2 separate regions of the Rattus norvegicus genome follow, and region 1 is linked to region 2. The links are chromatin contacts, called in public Hi-C maps. All regions are on one chromosome and are shown on one strand. The core of a region is the stretch at or near the end of the contact, and the rest is flanking DNA. Distances in the headings are between cores, read along the strand shown. Region 1 overlaps Cmip (c-Maf-inducing protein). Region 2 holds the start of Cmip (c-Maf-inducing protein).

Region 1 (7,283 bases), core at 2,309-4,808, 120 kb before region 2:
AGAGAGAGAGAGAGAGAGAGAGAGAGAGGGCTGAGGGGAGAGGTCAATCAGGCGCAGCTCAAGTAGCAGGTAGCACTTCCGGGTGTAAGGATCACACCCCGCAAGGGGGAAGGTGCTGCAGGAAATTCCAGCAGCATCACCGAAGCCGAAGCCACCGAGAACAGAGCCAGGAGGACAGGGTTGGTGGGAGGTGGCTGGCCACAAGCCCTTCCGACCAGTGCACTGCTCTCCAGCAGGACCCGCAGAGCACGGTGTCCACCTGTGCAAACCACCCGGTACGTGGAGGTTGCTGCAGGCCACCTCCATTGTACAACCTGGCCTGGTCGTCCACAAGCAGCCTGTGGCTGAAGCTGTGAGCAAGGCTTTCTGGGAAAGGGCTGGGTATAAATAGGTGTGCGTTGTTTTTAAAAGCCAGATTGATCGCTTTTCCACTGTCTGACTCAGCACCTGGCCCAAAGTAGTCTTCAGAGCCATTAAAGACCTATGTTTGAACCCCTTGCTGTGTGTCATTAAGTCAGTTACAGCACCTCTCTGAACCTGGTTCCTCTGAGAGTAATTTCATAAAACAGAACTGCGGAGAATATTCCAGGGGATCTAATTCGCCAAGGGCTTACTTAGCTCAGCATCTGGAACAATACTGAAGATATAGTTTATCTCCAGCGTCCTCTTCCCTCTTCCCCAAACTCCAAAACCCGAGTGAAAACAAAATATTCCTCAAGACATGTGCCCAAGCCAGACATCCTGAGGTTCACCTGCCATTGGAGGCACGAGGGCTGAGTGCGTGAGGCCAGCCTGGGCTAACCAGTCTGTGTGTCCAAAACCAAAGGGGTATCCAGCACTCATGGAGGACGAGAAATGTCTGAGCCCAGCTGAAGAGGTTTTAGGGGCCCAGGATGAGCGATTCTGCTATGGGATCTGGGGACACAACGGGGCCAATGGGAAATTAAGATGACCGACCAGGGCCTGGATCACAGCAGTAGCACAGAAGTATTGGGTCCTCGGGTCAGGGCCACCTTGGCACACTAGTGTGGAAAACTACAGATGGGCAAAGCGGTGTGGCTCAAAGGATACTGTTCTCATCTTCCCTGCTCTCCTCTACATACGAGGTTCCTCTGTGGTCACCGCAGGCTAAGCTACATTGCTGCCTCTGCTCCCAGAGGGTCCTCACGGGGACAGGAAGCTCGATGACATGTGCGGACAGATGTGTCACACCCACTGAGACCATGCTACCCACAGCAATGATGACACAGGAGCCAGAGTCACCAGCAGACAAGAGGGGAATCAGAAAGTAGGACAACTGAGACTTCCCAAGGGAAAATGGGAAACGCAGCTCTCGGGCACAACTAAGAATCAGGCTCACAGCGCGAGCAAGGTTCCAGGGTGCCCTGGTGGAATCAGACGGGAAGCTCGGGGCTGCAGGGGTGGACTGGGCTGATGGAAGGAAGGCGGGGCATATTTGCTGGGGTGATCTGGAACCGGCTCACCCCAAATGCCTGCTCCTCCTGGTGGTACCATCCATCGGCTCTCCTGGAGCTGCACGCTCATGGGTGGATGTCACTATATGTAAATGACAACTCACACTTGACTAACAAATGCAGCGTGGGAAGGTGAGGGACAGAGTTTAAGCATTCGGGTAAAATTAAATCAGGATCACTCGGGAACCCAGCCTGAAGGTCCAAGCCCATAAACCCAGGGGGCTGAGGTAAGATCACCAATTCAGGACCCGCCAGGGCTACAGAGTGAGTTCAAAGCCAGCCTAGGCAGGTGAGATGGCCACGATATAAAATGTTAAGAGGGCGAGGGATACCGCCATGTGTTAGAGTGCTTGGTCAGCATGTTTGAGAACCTATATTCAGTTCCCCACCCATCCTTCCCTCCCGTTCTCGTTCTCTCTCTCTCTCTCTCTCTCTCTCTCTCTCTCTCTCTCTCTCTCTCTCTCCACACACATTCATTAATACGTCAAAGTATTTTTTTCTTTCGTTTTAATTTTTAATGTCTGTAACTCTGCATCTGTGTGTGTGTGTGTGTGTGTGCTGTGCACATGCGCCACGCACAGGTACACAGAGGCCAGAGGACATCGGGTGCCCCGTGATAAAGTTATCACTTTCTGCTTACCCCCTTGAGTCAGGGTCTTACTCAACCTGCAGCTGGCCTGCTTTTGTCTAGACTGATTCGGCTTCTGCCCTATGGGGCTCAACCTGTCTCCTGAGACACTGGAGTCACAGGTATGTGTAGTCATGCCTGGCCTTGACACGAATGTTGGGGATTCAAACCCGTGTCCTTCTGTAAAACGAGGTCTCTTACCCACTAAACCAGGCTCTCCTGACTTCTTAACCATAACTTGTATTACTCTCTAATGTGCACGTGCCTGTATGCATGCGTGTACACACACACACACACACACACACACACACACACACACACACAGACACACACAGACGGTTTATATGTGGCAATCAACTTGTGGGAGTCAGTTCTCTCCTTCCACCCAGGGATCACGCTCGGGTCATCGAGCCTTTACAGCAAGCTTGCCGCCTTTACCCAGTGAGTCATCTCGCTGGCCCTAAACAAAATTTTTTGCTGAGTCCCAAATCAAAGAATCTGCCTGTGCTATACACCTAGGAGCATCCACTCCGAGTCTCCCTCTGCGCCTGCCCTCTCTGTCGTTGACTGAGCGGCCGTCCTGCTTTGCATGAGTGATAAGCAACTCTGAAGTGAACATCCTTGTGAAGCCTGTTTTTCTAGCCTATATTTAGGTTTATTTCTTTAGGCCAGATTCCCAGAAATGGAATTACTGGGACAAAGGGTTAGAGCATGTTTTCTGCTGTTGCCAAATTACTCTCATTAGAGAGATATTAAGGAGTCCTGGGAGCCCTGGCCAGGAATGAGGGACCTACTGCTTTCTCCGCTGGGCGCTACTCTCTGGCCACACTCTAACAAGGTGGGCTTGTCGCTAGAGTTTCTGAACTGAGCGCCATGTTGAGTCAGCATGTGCTGGGTGCTGAGGGCACCGACGTCCACCACCCAGGGTCCTGGCTCTTGGGGTGCAGCCTTCTGGGACACTGCGAGTTGTGCATTGGGGACACTGCCTTCTTGTGAGAGGTGGGGACAAATCTCTGAGCTGCCGCAGTGTTCTGCTATGGGACTATTATGGGCTAGTGTAAGAGGGCCTGCGTTTTCCAGAAAACAGAGGATTCTGGGATAAGTCTGGCTTGAAAGCATCCAAGGCCTGAACAGGAGACAGAGCAGGTTGCTGGAGGGTCCCTCACCAGTGTTCCCCTCCCCGAACCCCAAGACCTCCCGAGCTAATGCTTATATTAATTATCTGCTCTCTCGGGCTTCTCATCCAGAGGGGTGCTCATCTGGCAGCCTTCGCCATCCTGTCTTTCAGAGATCAGCTCCGCCATCCCAGCCTATCCCTGGTTTCCATGGTGATGAGCACATGACTCATGAGTCTTCAGCCCCCCAGGACGAGGCTCCAGGCTGACTCAAGACATGCGTTCCAGTGGGATGGGGGGGCTCCCACACCCCAAAAGGAAAAGCTATCTGGCTGGAAAGTCCCTCTATCAACCACTCCAGACTGGAGCCGCTGAGTGCTGCAGAAGCCTCATGCTGGCCCGGGGTTGTAAGCAGCAGGCTGGCTGTCACTCTGGCAGCCGGCTGAGTGGGACTTGAGTCATCCCCTCCAGGGAAGCCGAAACGCAAGGCAGGGTCCTTTGGTGCCATCACGGTGGCAAGGCAGTCAGGAGGCCCTGCTCTGGTCTACAGGAGGACGCCACATGGCATGGCAGGAAGCCCCTTCCAGCGCAGGTGGCCAGGGCACACTGAGAAGGTCAAGGACAGACAGTATGGCATCTGTGTTCCCGATGGCTGGACTGCCAGGGACTCGTAAAGATCCCTCTGCGATGCAGGAGACACCCATCACGCCAAGAAGCCAACACCTGACAGAAAACCACCATCACCTGCCCATTAGACTCTGCCTGTGTGAATCTGTTTATTGAGAACACTGCTACACAGGCTCAGAGCTGAGGCCCTGCCTTACCCCTGTTTGTGGCTGGATACGCCCCCCTGTGTGGACCAACTACATGGTCTACCACTTGGACCTTTTATCCTCCCATTACTGTGAAAAAGCCTTTGTCCTATTGCCTTTCCCATGGGGTGACAGGAAGATACCTACATCACAAACACAGACTCCACCCGTCGGATCCCACTCTCTCAGGCCTTATGTCCAAAGCCCTACCCACCCCACCAAATCCCACCCACCACAAGCCCCACCCTCACTAAGCATAGCCATCCTCCCCGCAACCCGTGACCACTCTAGCCCCAGCTGAGCGCTGGACTTCACTCAACCACACTGCAGTACCACGGCAAGCAAGGCAGCTGTGGTCACTCGGAGGAAATGGAGAGAGAGGCCATGACAGGTCACAGGCTGCCTGCTTCCCACCATGATCCAATCTCTTGCAACCACCAACATAGAGACCTGGACGGTCCTGGTCCGTTTATCAACTCCAGGGTGGTGTGCATCATGTAGAATGGGGCTAAGGCCAGCAGGTTCGAGGGTCTGGCCTCCCACTGATGCACAGCTGTGGGGGTCCCTGCCCACCTGTAACAACAGCTGCACTACAGCTGGACCCTTCTCTTAAAAAGAAAAAGACCCTGCAGCAGGGCCATCCCAGGGCTGCATGAAGACAGTAAGGAGGCATACAGAGGGCTCATCAATCAGGAAGCCAGCCCTGGCAGCTGCCCCCTTTTATGGCTAAATGCCTCAAGAAGTTTAGTAACACAGCCAAGACTGGCTATTTCCGTATCCCGACCCTTCCAAGCCCTGTCTTCTCTGCGAGCATGGGAAAGGTGGGAATTTGGTCCCCGGGCCTGGCATCTGTCCCAACACGTGCCTTTGCCACTGAAGCAGTTGATGAGTGACTCAAAGATTTTCCCCATGTCAGCTCCATTCTACCCAGAATCCTCGGACTTGTCTAAAAACAGTTAACAGCCAGGCAGGTGGGACTGGAACTGCCTACAGGTACCACCATTCCAAGGGACCCTGGGGGAGGTCCCACTGGATCCTCTTCAGAAAGAAGAAAAGGAAGAAGGTTTGGGGTCCAGGGCATACATTATGCACAGCAAAGTGAGCTCTCAACGGTACAGGAACACAGAACCCTGCTCTGGACTTTCACAAACTTGGGGGAGACCCTGACCTTGAACCGTTCCTCCACAGCAGGACCAGGAGGACCTATACACTGTTACACACTGGCAAGAGAGCCTGTAAGAAGAAAGTTCGAGGGCACTGGGGGTGTGCTCTTGTCCCTTGTCACCGTGCTTGCTAGCCACCACAAAGTGAGCAGATTTGCTTTTCCAGATGCTATTGCACTGTTCAGCCTCATCCAAGGCCAGAAGCAACACGGCTGCGTGACCATGAACTGAAGTCCACAAACACACAAACGAACCCTTTCTCCTTTAAGTGGATTGTCCCAGTGGCGGGCACAAGAGTTTCGGGGAAGGGGGCTGCACGAATAAAGCTGCTGTCTGTGACATCCACCCGCGCAGGGTCCTGCTGAGAGGTGCTGAGAATTTCAGCCTTGTCTCCAGCACCACCCTTTCTAAGAATGTCTAACCGCTGCCCTTGGCTGTAACCTGAAGTTCCGTAGAAGCACCACACAAGTTCTGCAGAAATTTCCCAGAGGACAAATTTGGGGGAAAGTCCCCAGGCCCATTGGTTCTTAAAGGAAGCCATAAGGCTCAGCCTCTAAGGCATAGGAGATTTCTCCTACAGCCATCCCCGTCCCTTTGGAAAAACAGGGATGCTCAGATGACACAGATGTGCGACCTGGAACTCCAGCGGCAGGTCCACATCCCTTACTCTCCTCAGCGTGCCAGACCTCGTAGCCTGTTCACAGGCCCCACGTCATCACAGAAGGGATGGGGGTGGAGCAAAGCCTTCCAGCAAGACAGCCTGCTAGAAAATAGGGTGGGGGTAGGGGAGGATACGGATGACAGCCCGATGACAGTCTAGACCTGGAGGCTCTGGGAGGTGTGGGGACTCCAGGGTTCAGCTGGGGCCCAGCAGTACTGCAGCCCCTCAGTTCAGCCTGAGGACAGAGCTGACAAGCACTGTGCATATGAAAAGCCTCAAGGCTCATAGCTTGCCCTCACTTGAGAGCAATTCACAAGGAAGAGACCCAGGGCAAAAGCCAGCCTCTAGTCACCCATGTCATCACGGCCAAACTGACTTTTTCACTTTGAAATTTTGAGTGTGTGTGGACGGCAGGTACCTGTGTGTGGTTATGTGTGGCTGCCACAGGACAGCTCCACCTTCCTCTTCAGGAGCCAGCTACCCACCTTGCTTTCTGAGACAGGGTCTCTCCTTGGTCACCTAGGAGGTAGGCTAGGCTGGTTGGCCAGTGAGCCACAGAGTCTCTCCCTCCCCCTCTAGCTTTTTACATGGGTGCTGGGGACTGAACTTGGATCCTCCAACAAAAACTGCCCACTGAGTCATCTCTCTGGCTCCTTGCTGGAATTTTACGTAAACAGAAGGAAGGCCCTGGGCAAGTTTTGATGACTGGAAAAGATGCACCCTTTTCCTGATTTTTATCAAGCTGCTCTACTACTCTGGATAGACATGGAACGTGGCTAGAGCAGGGGCTCTCAGCCTCACTGTGTTTTCCCCGTGTGCGTGCCAGGACCAGTTTACACAGAGCCCACATGAAGCACATGCAGAACGGCCAAGAACACGGGTGTTCACGGCTGTCTCTGTTGCTTTCAAAACACAGGAACTGCCGGTCACCTCCCCGCACATAGATGTCTGCAGCACCGCAAGCCAACATTCTGACAGCCAATGATCCTCTGCCGTCCTCCACATCTGCTCAGACGGTAAAGGCAACAAACACACGCTTGCAAGGCAAAGAAAAAAACCCAACATGCCACCTTAGTCCTGACCCTGGCTGGCTGGGGCCTGGCTAGACCAGTCTTTCGGAACGTCAGTTTCCAGATTGTGTGTGTGTGTGTGTGTGTGTGTGTGTGAAGGTCCACAGCCCTGCCTGCCCCTGGTGGGATTCCTTGTAGAATGGTGGTGATAGAGAGGTTAACTATGCGAAGCACGTGGAACATTCAAAAACTGTGACAAATGTGAGCGAGAAAATGAGTAAGGTGACAGGTAGAGGCAGGAAGCTGGGCAGGCAGGTTAAAGAGGAACTCACGTTCTTAGGGAAGGGGGCCGCCAGGGGCTCCACCAGGAGTGCTAAGGGAGATAGAAACCATCTTTGCCTGTTGGTTCACTTCCTGTC
Region 2 (6,832 bases), core at 1,274-3,773:
AAACCCCAACCCCACCTCTGGCCTGGAGGCCACTGCTCCAGACCCTAGAGGCCCTGGTGGCCACACCTCCATCCACAAAGCCCCTGGGGGTTGGGGGAGCCCCACACCTCCACTAGAGGCCTCCACTGGAGCCCCCCTCCCCCGCCAGACACCCCCACAAAGCACGAGTTACACTGACGGAATTCCCTCATGCCAGGTGAGGAAGGAGAAAGGCCGGAGGATTACACCGGCCTGGTTTCCAGTTCCTTTTCCCTTATTTTCTAATACACAACAAGGCTCCACCAAGACCAGACTTGCACCTCAGATAACCCGGGGCCACACACGGGACTCAGGTGTTCCTCCGAGGTATCCCACACACACCTCAGCCGGCATGGATGGGCAAGGGGTTCCAGCTGCTTGAGACTCCCTGGGCTGATTCCTTTCTGCTCTCTCCCAACAGACAGACCTCTTGAGGGAAACTAGGGGACCTCCAGAGGCCCAAGATCAGCTAGCCACACAGTGATTGTGCCCCAGAGGGTCAAGGAATGTCCTCTCCTTTCTATAGCGGGTCACTGTCCGTCCCTCACAACTACTGTGCTTTGCTGACAACCCCTTGACATTTTGAGGGATGGTAGGAAAAAGAACAGAGCCTAAAAGGACACTCCCCCACCCCCCAACTCAGCCAGGTACTAATGCGAATGCCAAACTCAGGGTCTCCAAAGCCCAGGGAAGGTTACCGGGCACCTCTGAGACCTGAAACCCTCGGTACTGGCCAATCAAATGGAGATCAAGGCCGAGGCCTATGACTCAAGGCAGGTTTAAGAACACACAACAGTCTGGGAGAAGACCCGGCCGCCTCCCGGCAACCCTCAATCCTCCTGGGGACAAAGTCTGCAGTTACTGCACCAACATGCCCACAGCCTAGAAAAAAAATAGGTGCTTTGAGTACATCAGAGCCAAAATTCAGAATAAACGTCTTCCTGTAGCACAAAGGGGTAGGGGAAGTAGACTCGAGGAGTAGGGTGTCTAGGCTAACTTTTTCCCCCCTCCCCATTCCTAGGAGCATGTGTCACAGTCCGTGACACACCACCAAGGGAACACGGATGCCGAGCAGTGTCTACACACGCTACACATTTGTGGCATGCATGTAAGCAACACCCTGTTTCCTGGCTGGGCTTTCTTGGCACAGGTGTGAGCACAGCGGTGCATTCTGCCCTCTCCCATGATGTTTAGTAAACACCACGGAGCCTACCATGGGGGGTACGGCGCGTTCTAGACAAGAAGGGGGGCCCCAACAAAGATAGGTCCCCAAGCGCCAGGCTAAGGCCCAGCCAGAGCCTGTATTTGAAACTGCCCTTGTTGGAAAACACAAAGCATCCTGTTTAGGCCCTGCCCACCGCCCCCACTCCCCCTCCTCGACCCCACCACAGCTGTCTGTCCCCAGGAGGAAGAAGGCCACCATTTGCAGATTCGATTTCCGAAAGCAACTAGTAAGACCCTCCTTTCTCCATCTCATCCAGCTGACCTGGCCCTGGCCACACAGCAAAAAAAAAAAAAAAAAGAACTGTAACAAAACAGGACGCAGCCACAAAACATGCTTACACACGCTCCACAGACAACGCAAGGGCAGGCTGGGCAGCCCAGCTTCTTCTACCCAGAGAACTTGACTATCCCAGGGTCTGAGCGGGTCCAGGACCTAGACCCCCCTTCCCCCCACCCTCCAACCTCCTAACCTGCGAAGGAGATTTTTAGAAAGGGCAGGCACCCGGTTTTGCCTTTCCAGGCCCGGCAGAAAAAAAGAAAGGCAGGCTAAAGCAAGCGCAGGAGTTGCTTTCTGGATATTGTTGGCGCTGGGGGGCAGGGGGGAGTTTACGGTTTTTTATGGAGGAGAGGGTTGCGTTTTGTTTTCTCCTGTAGCACAGATCCAGATGGGCAACGAGTTCAGAAAAGGAACAACACACCACTATCCTCAAGGCCCAGTCTAGGGTTCACCAGGGTCCCAGCCATCGGAAACGCAGGCGCTTAGGCAAAAGTCCCCAAGCACTCAGCCCGGGTGGGCTAAGTGTCCAGGACACGAAGGAGGACTCCCATAGCCTGCCTTGGAGGATCAAGTCTAGATGTTCCAGCCCAGGTCCGGGCGCAGGCCGGGACTAGGGGGGCGCGCTCTCGGGGACAACCAGCAGGGCGCCTCGGTCCCGGGGGACCCCAGCTTGGGGAGCCCTACGGCCACGCAGGGCCACTCACCGTGGCGGATGCCAAGCTGTTGTCGGCCAGCGTTAGGTGGTGCGGCTCCCAACGCCTCAGGAATTTGGAGGTGAGGATCTTGCTGAGAAAGGTCCGAGGGTGCCGGATGACACAGACTTGAATGTCGCCCTCCTGCAGCAGCTTGTACCTCATCCCGTTGCAAAGCAGCAGGGCCCGGCGGCAAGGCACGGCGCCCATCACCTTGGTGCCCTCGGGGGCCGACACGTCGCTCCCTAGCAGCGGCTTGGTCTCCTCGATCTGCCGGGGGTCGCCGCCGCCCGAGCTGCTCGTCACATCCATGGCCGCGCCGGGGCGGGGGCCGCGCGCGCGATCGCGGCTGGCGTGGGGCCGGGCCGGCGTGGCCCCCGCGGAGGGCCCGCACCCCCCCACCGCCGGGAAGGTGGGGGGGCGTGGGCTGGGGGCGCCCCGCGGGGACGGACGGGAGCGCGCGGGGGCGGGCGGGTGCGCGCGGGGCGCTTCCTGGGCTGCTTCCTTCTAGCTGCTGGGGCGCATGCCGGCGCGAACGGGGTTAGCGACTGCGGCGAGGGCGGCGGGCGATCGCGGGGCGCAGAGAGGATCGGGTCCTCGGGGGGGCGGGGGCGGCGCCGGGGACGGCGGGCGCGGGCGTGTCTCGGCCTCGCGCGGGCGCGCTGTGCGGTGCGTGTGTCCGCGTCCGTCCGCGAGTGTGTGCTGCGGGCGGGGGCCGCGCCGGCTGCCGGGGAGATTGCGGGAGGCTGGCGCGCGCGATTGGTCCCCGCGGGGTCATGTGCCCGCCCTCTGACGTCAATGGCGGCAACAGCGGCTTCGGCCTGCCCGGGGCGGGCGGAGTCGGGGATGGGCCGGGCCCCGGGCGGGGACTTGGTGGAGGCGGGCGCGGCCCGACGGGAGGGGCAGCCTCTGGGGAGGGGGCCGGGGTTGGGCAAGCGCCGACAGTCCCCGCGCCGCGCCCCGGAATGTGGGTAGTGTTCGAGGGGACGTCACGCGGGCCGCGCCCCCGAGGGTGCACAGCTGAACCCTAGCCCTGCGCCCCTAGCCACCACGCCATCCTGGGCCGGGCTTGGGAAATAAAGTCTGTCCATGACCAAGAGGATGCCGACTGTCACTTCCCCTTCCTAGTACAAGGCTGGGCTGAAAGCTGGGGTTCTGCCCGCTGCACCCCAGACACCGCCTCTCCAACCCAAGCTGCTTCCTCAAGGTTGGCCAGATTGGTCCGTAAAACAGTTTCTTGAGATTGAAATTGTTCCTCCCATAGAGTTATTAATGGTTGCTCACCACTACAAAGCCCAGTAAGTACTCAGGGGGCTGAAGCAGGAGGATTGCTGTGAGCATGAGGCCAGTTTGAGCTACACAGTGAGTTTCAGGCCAGTCAAGACAGAAGACCCTGTTTTTAAAAACGAAATAAGTAAAAATATAAATAAATAGGACTGGTGTGTATCTCCAGTTGTCAGAGTGTCTGGCATGCACAAAACCCTAGATTGGTTCCTGAGTCGTAACTACATCACTCCCTAACCCCACAAGCACTAAGGAAGTAGAGACAAGCAGACTTGAATTCAAGGTCATCTTTGACTGGGCGTTCAAAGCCAACTTGTAGTATATGTTTTAAAAAAAAAAATCTTAATAAATTTTTAAGAAAAGATCCCCCCCCCCCTCTTCTGAAATAGCCTCACTGAAGGCCTCTCCTCTGGTCTTTGACACTTCCCGGACTTTGCTTTTGCGGGGGCTGTTCTGGGAGACACAAACCCTCAGTATCCTGAGGAGAGCCACTCCTGGGACCTCAGGTGACAACTCTCCCCCTGAGTGATCCAGCTGCCTTAGGTTCCCCCCACACCACAGGCCACTCCAGAGTATCAGACTAAACCTGGTCAACCCTGGCCTTGAGTTCCCATGCCTATCTAGGAGAGACTCACATCAAATGGGCCAGCGTGACAGCTTGGAGACAGTTTTTTAAAAGCCCCTTTCTGGCACTGCTGGGGAGGGGCTCTGCTTCATCTCTAGTCTTCCCCAAGTCAAACCTCTAACACCTGCAGCCGGGCTCTGAAGATGGTAAAATTGTTTGCTGTGCAGAGTATGAAGACACAAGTTCAAATCCCCAGAATTCACAAACACTAGGTCAGTGGCGTGTGACTATAATCCCGGCGCTCCTGCTGCAAAATGGGAGCAGAGAAAAGAAAAAATTCCCCATAAGACCATGGGCCAGCTAGCTTGAGGTACACAGAGACCTTGTGTTAAACAAGGTGAGAAACAAAAACACCCAAGATCGTGCTTTGACCCCTACCCAAGTGCTGAGGCATGCACACGCGTGCATTCACACGTGAACATGCACACAAGTGTACTATGCTCACATAGGAGCCGCAGCCGCTCTCTCTGCCTCCTATGTGTAGCAAATGCCCCAGTAATGAATACAAGTGTGTTTGACCTATGTTCAAGTATATAGTGAGTGACATAGAAAGTTCTTAGAATCCCTGAGATGCAACTGTTTGAGCACACTGGCTCTTGAATGCACACTAAGAACATCCATCAAGGGCTTGGAAAAGGAGGCAGCAGGTCTCAGCCTGCCTCCCTCACTAAGCAAAACACCAATAGCACCAGTTTGTGAGCCCAGCACTTAGGAAGGCTGAGGCTGGAGCACCATGGGTTACAAGCCAACCTAAGCTATGTATTCTATCTTCCTGTTTTATTTATGGAGACAAGGTTTCTCTGTGGGCTACATGTCTTCTAAAAAAACTCCCAATCTGTCTGTGCTGGAGATAGGCGAAAGTTTTCCCTGTGCCCCAAGGGTGATACTATTAGTCGGGCATTTTATTCAAGTGTCAAACTTCAACAGGCTTGTAGAAACCATTGACCAATAAGAGCAAACCCTAGCCCCAAACCCCTGATATGAACATGGGCAGTGGTGATCAAGAACCACCCGCCAGCCGTTTTAGAGGTGGGGTTAGGTCCATGCAAGCCTCTTTTGAGTTCTTGCTATCTGTGAGCCTAAGCCAGGTAATGGGTTATTAGTAGGTGTTATTGTCGGTCACAGTGGCCCCTAACCTCCTGAGATCTGCGAGGATACTCTCAGCATGCATTCCTGCAGATAAGGACACGGAGTGATTGAAAGGCCTGTCGAGGCCCTCAGCTAAGTCAGGATGGGCTCAGAGCCCAGGAGCCCTGCAAACATCAGACAGTGACCACATTGTGCTTGGGGCTGGATAAAAGAGGAGCAGCTAACCCAGGTAAATAGAGTAAGTACGACACTGGGGCATGTGTCCCTGCTCCAAGAGAGCTTTAGAAGTCGGATGAAGAGACTCAAGAGGTACTCAGTAGTCGAGAATGGTTTCTGGCAAAGCGGTGATGCTACACATCTTTATTCCCAACCATCGGGAGGCAGAAGCAAGCGGATCTGTGTGAGTTCAAGGCTAGCCTGCTGTACAGAGCGAGTTCCAGGACAGCCAAGGCTACACAGAGAAACCCCGTTTCGAAAAAAAAAAAAAAAAAAAACGAACAAAACAAACAAAAAGAATACTTTCTGGTTTTGCAGAGTTTGGTTCCTGAACCCACATAAGGCAGCTCAAAACCACCCATCTGGGGTTCAGTCCCCAGCTCCGAAAAAAAGAAAAAAAAAAAAAAAAAAAAAAAAAAAAAAAAAAAAAAAACCACCCATCTGTCACTCCAGCTTTGGGAAAGCCACAGCCCTCTACTGGACTCAAAGAGTGCCTGCACTCAAATGCACAGTACACACACACACACACACACACACACATCATTGAAAATAATACATTTTCTTAAAAAAAGGCAGAGGCAGGAGTTGGGGATTTAGCTCAGTGGTAGAACGCTTGCCTAGCAAGCACAAGGCCCTGGGTTCGGTCCCCAGCTCCAAAAGAAAAAAAAAAAAAGGCAGAGGCAGTGGGCAGAAGCCTATGAGGTGTGTGGCCAGTCCCCTGAAATGCAAGCCCGGAAACTGGAGTAGTGGAGAGTGACCTCATGGAGTAGGCACAGAGCAGAGTGAATTGCATGTGGCGTTTTCACAAGGTCAGCGGCTATAGCATGATGTGGCTGAGGGTAGCAGCCACATAACCTGGCCGGGAGGAGCCCAGCAAAGAATCTGTCAAGGGCACTCTGGTGGGAAGGCAAGATGGTCCAACTCCAAATCACCGGGTGGGTTCGTCTGTGTAAACAGAACTGCTCTTTGTGTCTGGGACAGCTGAAGACTTCCTCTACTGATTCTGTGCTCCAACAGAAAGGTGACTAAGCTGAATTTAGCCCAGACAGGCTCAGTGTAGTCACTGGGTTGATACCTTAAACATTAAGCAGAAACGTCAAGACAGCAGCAAACCGGTGCCCAGCAGCAGGTCCTGTATTTAGACATCCTGTTGGTTTCGGTTGGTTTGTTCTCCCAGTCAGCCCAGAAAGCAGTCATCTTTAGAGAGAGGAAGTTAGGGCTCACAGTGAGTCAGTTGATGAACTGGAGAGGGCCAGCCAGGATTCAAACCTAAAATTGAATACTGGGGCTATAGCTCAGTGTTTCCCTGGTTTACACGAGGAGACCCTGGGTCCCGTCTCCAGCACCACATCAGCTATGCGTGGTGGTAGAGCTGTCTGTAATCCCCGCACAAGAGACACGGAGACA

Evidence for each region. Hi-C and Micro-C count contacts between places; a contact is called where the count stands out from the background.
Region 1: a Hi-C map of mammary epithelial cells shows a contact between it and region 2, with 2.3 times the contacts expected there. The contact joins the enhancer-like site here to the promoter of Cmip in region 2. A contact is called at or near these places in 3 of 12 Hi-C or Micro-C datasets (the A7r5 cell line, liver and mammary epithelial cells).

What each region holds. Positions count from the first base shown.
Region 1 is chr19:62,329,151-62,336,433 of GRCr8, reverse strand. All of the region lies in intron 1 of Cmip (c-Maf-inducing protein), which reads right to left. Among named protein-coding and RNA genes, the nearest start is that of Lsm7l1, 110 kb to the right of the region's middle. Within about 2 kb of position 3,558, at least 22 of the 93 cell types and tissues checked have an H3K27ac peak or open chromatin away from gene starts, as enhancers often do. A contact at or near this core is called in the A7r5 cell line, where this site is marked.
Region 2 is chr19:62,209,093-62,215,924 of GRCr8, reverse strand. It overlaps Cmip (c-Maf-inducing protein), which reads right to left and starts at 2,523. Exons shown (of 21, transcript NM_001163273.1): 1 at 2,224-2,523. The coding sequence starts at 2,523.